Regions from separate parts of the Mus musculus genome. Here region 1 is linked to region 2. Evidence: chromatin contacts called from public Hi-C data. All regions are on one chromosome and are shown on one strand. Each heading gives the region's core, a stretch centred on a gene start, on an enhancer-like site or on the middle of the called end of the contact. The rest is flanking DNA. Distances are from core to core; before and after follow the strand shown. Region 1 has its middle 20 kb from the start of Uqcrfs1. Region 2 has its middle 61 kb from the start of Agtr1a.

Region 1 (3,037 bases), core at 187-2,686, 130 kb after region 2:
CAGTGTGCCCAAGAAACCTCAAGAGCATTAGTCAGTCTATCATTCTGCAACCATGGCCTTTAGACCTATATACTGCAATTAACTTACTGGCAATTATATTACTGGGTGGGGTGAAGGGATCACATTTTAAACTGGTATTACTTGACATCACAGGAGCCACACACAAAGCATGTGTCCTCAGAAGTGCTTCCCAGCGCAGCTCCACCTCTCCAATTCTAACGACCTTTAGGATACTGTACAAACCTAGCCTGGTGAGGATTTTCCCAAAAGGTTCCAAGTATGTGCATGGCCTCTTCTCTCAGCATGTCCGAGTTTGAACTGCTAATGTGGCAAACAGCTCCCTAGGCAGGGTTACTGCCAAACACGCATCTAAATCCTGGAACTCAGCAGTTATCACATGGAATCCCTTTGGTTCCCCCCAAACATCTAGCATGTGTGTGAAATAGCGAGGTTAATGTTCCTGGCTCAGGGCTTCCTGGAATAGCAATGTCTTCCTGGAATGACCACAGTGCAGAACGGGATGAGGAATGGCGAGCTTTGCCAGATGAATGCAGACTCTCGAAGGCTTCGGAGTGAGTTGACAGAAGTGTTGATTTGCTCCGAGCTGAGGAGGGATTGGAGTGAATCCGGAGCATTTGGAAGGAACTGGGGTATTACACTGGTTATAGCCACAGCCACGCCACTCAGATGTCAGAGATAGAAATGCTGAAGCAGACTGGGGATCGAGCGCTGCAAGATCAGAGTCTCAAATCTCTATTTTGATCTGGCAGTAACGTGTCTTTGGTGAGGGGGAAGAATACCAACTGCACGATACTTCCCAGCAGTAATCTTTTCACACCCCCTCTTTATCCCAAACAGTAAGAAAGTCTCTCGGCTTTTCTACCTTAGAGAGCCTGAGCCTGGAGCTGGGGCTGAGGACAGTAAGTGCTCCCCAAGAGTGATGCTAAGACTTCTGAAGACCCACCTCTTCCTGAGCCCACTCTCTGCATCCACATCCCTGTCCGTGGCTTTTCTTTTGGTATAACCTAAACTAAGCAAGACAAGAAGGCAGGGCAAATGGTTGCATGATCCTGACTAGAGAAAAGGCTTTGAGGTTAATCTGTACAGCACCCACAACTGTCACCTCTGAGGAGAGTAACGCTTTCCTCCTAGTTTTCTGCTTTGCGTATCATTAGTCTTTACCCAATGCTCTGTTGACAAGAGACACTAAGCGGTGTTGTCTCCAGTCTCCTCCCCTAAAATGTGACATTTCTAATACAGTAGGGAATGAGTATGATGGTGAGTTATCCACAGGCAATGTTCAGAGTTGCTCTATAGATTGGGATACACGAGATGATTGTCCTCAATTTTTTATTTACTTCTTAATAGTCACAGGCCCAGAGTCCTCCGCGTGGCTTTGCCGATCCTTCCAATATGAATGAATATCTACGCCAGCTGTGTTGTTGAGCTTGGCAGGGTGACTGATTGGCCAATGCCTTTTTGGCAGAGCTCTAAACATGCTTTTGTGGATTGGTCTGCCAGCTAACATTTTTGTTCTCTTCTGTAAGAAGCACATGCTGCACGGGGCTGGTTGAGCAGAAAGAAACCCGTAGGCTGGAGCCATGGCCAACAAATTGAAGCTCAGCTAACAGCCTGTATGTCTTAGTCGCTTTTCTGTTGCTGTGGTAAGATACCTTGACAGAAGCAAGTTTAGGGAGAAAGGGTTTATTCTCCTCACAGTTCCAGAGAGAATACAGTCGGTCATGACGGGGAAGGCACGGCAGGTGGACCAGTAGGTCACCTGCCACATTGCATGGCCAGGAAGCTGAGACGGAAGAGAGGCTGTAAAATCCCAAAGCCAGTTCTCAGTGACACACTTCCTCCTCCAAGACTCCACCTCCATAACCTTCCCAAACAGAGCTGGAGAGCAACTGTTCAAACGCATGAGCCTACACTCCACATTCAAAGCTTGCAGCATAGATCCATGATGGAGGAAAAGTATTTCCCTATAAACCCGAATTTGAAATGTTTGCTATGTAGCAAAAATGAAATAAGAGGGTTACATGTTTGAAAATGTGTCATAGTTTCTTTTCTGAGCTCTTTGCTTGTGGCAAACAAGTTAGGGGAGAAAGGTTTTATCTTAGCTGAGAATCCCAGGGTTCAGTCCATCTTAGCAAGGAAATCCAGACAGTGGGAATTTAAAACACCTGGTCACATGACATCCACAGTCAGGAGCACAAAGAGAAATGAACAAAAGCATACTTAGTGCTTGGGTAGCTTTCTTACCTTTACACAGTCCGGGACCCTGAACTAGGAAATGGCACAACCCCATATCAGGCTGGAGCTTTCCACACCAGTTAAAATATTCTCCATAGACAGTGTCACAGATGAAAGTGATCTAGATAAATTCTCATTGTGACTCCTGGAACCCTCCTCCATGAGTCTACATTATATAAAGTTGACGGTTAAAAGTACCCATCACAATATGTAAAATAATGGTTGGTCCCAGTTAACCACAATGATCCCAAAAGCTCTGTATGCTACATCGCACTATATGCAAATGTAACGTTCAGCCTTTACTAGTGGGTGTGAAGTGCTGCGCAGCACTGTCTATATAAGAGATGTTAACTAAACCAAATGAAAGTTTTGATTAACAGGTCTTAGGGATGAAAAAGTTCTCCTTTCCTTTGTATAATACAAAACCCCTGAGGCTTGGCTTACACAATTTTAAACAAGGGGAGGACCAAGTCTTTAGCCAACTTAGAGATGTTAAAACTGATTTAAAAATTATGTTTGTCTTGTTGGACACCTAATGTTTCAAAATATGACTAGCATGTGCTCTCTACATTACTAGATTCTAAGGAAAGACATGTTATATTTATATTCCTAGGTAAATAAATTAAAATTAGAATTATGAGGATCTTACAAGACTATTTGGAAGTAATGGTATTCTTTTAAAAAATGAGAGCGTCTATCATCATTTTAATCTAATGTACTCTTAAAAACATAATCATGGTAGCATAAAAAAAAAGAGGGGATGATTTGCCTACTCATATAT
Region 2 (3,216 bases), core at 484-2,983:
TATTTCATTCTGTATATTCTAACTGCCTGCAGGGCACACATGTCAATGCGGAGAAGTGTATGTCATCTTATGCTCAACTCCAAACACAGCCTTGAAAATAGATATGAGAATGAGGACTCCACACTCCCTAGTAAACAGTGTTCGCAGACACTGCCCCTGTCATTGGAGTGTGCCGAGGACACCACTGCTGTCATTGGGGAACTCACACACTAGATCTTATAAACCATATGCCTGCATATGTATTTTCATCTCTACTCCAGCTTCCGGCCCTTTTGCCATCATGGAGACTAGGAAGTGGGGGAATGGATGAGAACTCCAGAAAGAACTCTACCTCCCCTCACCCATTGGCATGTTTGCAAAATAAAATCTATGTAAGTTCAGTTGCTGGGAAGTCATAAAAATAACAAATGAACTCTTAAAAACAAACAAACAAAACAGAGAAGTAGAGAGTGCTGGGAGCAGAGCCCATTCCAGACCCAACTGTGAAATCACTATAGTTGCTGGTGTTGTGCTCATGGTCTGCTCTGTGTGCAGGATTCTCTGGGTTTCTTCCCTGCAGCCCCTGGACCTACATTACCAACTCTCTTCACCCACCAAAACAAAATTGTAACCCTTGGCTAATCTCTTATCTTTTACATAACTTACTTATATGACTCTTTTCCCTTCCCTTCATCAAACCATCCCTCAGCTATGCCAGAAAGGCTGTGATAAAGCTTCCTGTTGGATCTGGGGGCCATGCGTGACTCAGTAGTAGGTAAGGGCACTTGGGGTGCAGGCATTAGGGCCTGCCTTTGGACCCCTTAAGCCCACACAAAAGCTGGATGTGGCAACACACACCTGTGACCCAGCTCTGGAAAGCAGAGACTCGGGGATTGCAGAGGTTTGCTAGTCTGTCAGCTTAACAAAGCAACAAACAAACAACCACAAGAACTCAATGAGCTCCAAGATCGATAAGAGAGGATTAAAAGGATAAAATGGGAAACGACAAAGCAGGACCCTGATATCCTTCTGTGGCCTCTATACACACATGTATAGGCATGGCAACCCATGTGCTATTCTCTCTCTCTCTCTCTCTCTCTCACACACACACACACACACACACACACACACACACACACACCACGTTTCCTATATTAAAACATTTTGGAAAGGAAAAGTTCTTGGATTCTGACTTCCTCAACTCCTCTGTTTTACAGATTTCACAGAGGGCCCAGGACAAAGTCTCATGAGGAACGAAATGTTGGAAGTGCAGTCCCAGAGGGAATACAGCTTAGGAACAGGGGTTTTGGGGTTTCTTAAAGTCACACTAAATGTCAGCCCTAAGATCCGGAAAAGGAAATGAGAAGGAATGAAATATTGGCCCCCAGGGATCTGGCAAAGAGGAGAAAGGGAAGGCTGCTTTTTCAGGGATTAGGAAAGAGAAGGCTGAAATTTTGGTTTATGTATAAACTGCTGTCAAAAAAAAAGTCTTCATCAAGAGCAGCTTGTACTCTTTCTTTCCTTCCCAGGCTCACACCTCTCACGGAACCAACTTCACATAGCAAAGCACCTGTGTCAGGGAGGGGTCCAGGAGACACCTTGAAATGCTGATGCGTGCCTTGGGGACCCATGGCTAAAAATGGGCTCCCCAAAGCTTCACAGCGTTCGTTCGATCACCTCGCCTGGAATCCATGGTAGGCTGTGGTTTCTAATGCTGTGTGGGCTGCGCCACAGTCTAAGAGTCCGTGTGGCTTGACATCTCCCAGGGAAGCCTTTGGCCCTCCTAGGTGGGTCACGCTCTGGGTGGTGAGGATCCAGATCAGAGTTCAGCCAAAGCTGGAGACTCCAATCTCCCACTCTCTGCAGGAAAGATGACAATCGCTCACATTTGCTTATGAGAGAGTTGTACTCAGAAACAACTCGGGGAGCTTCCTCTCAGAGGAAGTTTGTTACTTTTGGCACAATAACTATTTTTAAAATATTATTTAAGCTGCTTTGGAATAATAACAGAAATTCAGAGCACTGAAAGAATCCAGAGTAGAAAGCCCTAGAAGAATCCAGAAACCACAGCCCAGCGTCCCAGCAGCTCTGTTAGCTCTGACTTGGGGTTTCTATGCGACTTCTGAGTCATCCCGCATCCATGGCTTTGCCCATGCCAGGGAAGCTGGCCGTGCTTTAAGGAACAAGTTGCAATGCCTTCATGGTTAAAAAGAATGCAAACAGCATCAATTCTAAGATTCCAAAGGTTTAGCCATGTACAAACTCTATATGCCACATCGAAGGACAGAGAGAGCACCAGTGTTCTTCCATCCATCTATTTTCTCTGAAATGCGTATATATGCACAGCAAGCAAGCAAGTAGAACACCATACTCGCCGGGTCACTGACTATCCCCTCAGTTCAAACCCACTATCACAAACACAAATGTGCAAATGCCTCAAACCCAGGTCACTTAATGGCTATTCAGAGAATGACATGATCATTAAATGAATTTAACCACTGATAAATCCAGACAGCTATAGTCTAACTATTCTTCATGTAGTATGCAAAAGATTTTAATTTTTACATTGTTTTTTCAAGACAGGGTTTCTCTGGGTGGTTCTGACTGTCTTAGAACTCACTTTGTAGACCAGGCTGGCCTTAAAGTCAGAGATTGACCTGCCTCTACCTCCTGAGTACTATGCCTTGTTAGGCTCAAAAATATTTTATTTAATATTCATACATGAATTAAACATGTTTGGATCAGATCCATCACCATTCTTTTCTTGCCAATTACCCAATTATCCCTTTCCCCAGCCAGTTTTCTTCCAATTTCTTGTGTTATCTTTTCATTGCACTCCAGCTCAGTATGGGGAGGGAGGATAGAGACAGGAGTGGGCTGGACGGCTGTCAGCCTAGGGTCAGGTACAATGAGAGAGCCTGTCTCATAAGAATGAGGTGATGAACAAGAGCTGGACACTCAAGTCTTCCTCTGGCCTCCTCCGTGCCTGCACACTCCTACACATACCCTGCATAAAGATACAGGAATACAAATATTTCTGAGGCTGAAGAGATGGCCCAGCAGTTAAGAGCACTGTCTGATCTTCCAGAGGTCCTAAGTTCAATTCCCAGCAACAACATGGTGGTTCACAACCATCTATAATGAGTTCTGATGCCCTCTTTTGGCATGTAGGTGTACATGCAGATCTAGCATTCATATACATTAAATAAATAGTTTTTTAAAAAGAAGACTTTTAAA

What was found. A called contact is a pair of places that touch in the nucleus more often than the background predicts.
Region 1: a contact with region 2 is called in a Hi-C map of beige adipocytes, with 3 times the contacts expected there. The contact joins two enhancer-like sites. A contact is called at or near these places in 3 of 484 Hi-C or Micro-C datasets (beige adipocytes and liver).

Annotation. Positions count from the first base shown.
Region 1 is chr13:30,523,650-30,526,686 of GRCm38.p6, forward strand. No RefSeq gene overlaps it. Among named protein-coding and RNA genes, the nearest start is that of Uqcrfs1, 20 kb to the right of the region's middle. Within about 2 kb of position 1,437, at least 9 of the 459 cell types and tissues checked have an H3K27ac peak or open chromatin away from gene starts, as enhancers often do. A contact at or near this core is called in beige adipocytes, where this site is marked.
Region 2 is chr13:30,395,313-30,398,528 of GRCm38.p6, forward strand. No RefSeq gene overlaps it. Among named protein-coding and RNA genes, the nearest start is that of Agtr1a, 61 kb to the left of the region's middle. Within about 2 kb of position 1,734, at least 6 of the 459 cell types and tissues checked have an H3K27ac peak or open chromatin away from gene starts, as enhancers often do. A contact at or near this core is called in beige adipocytes, where this site is marked.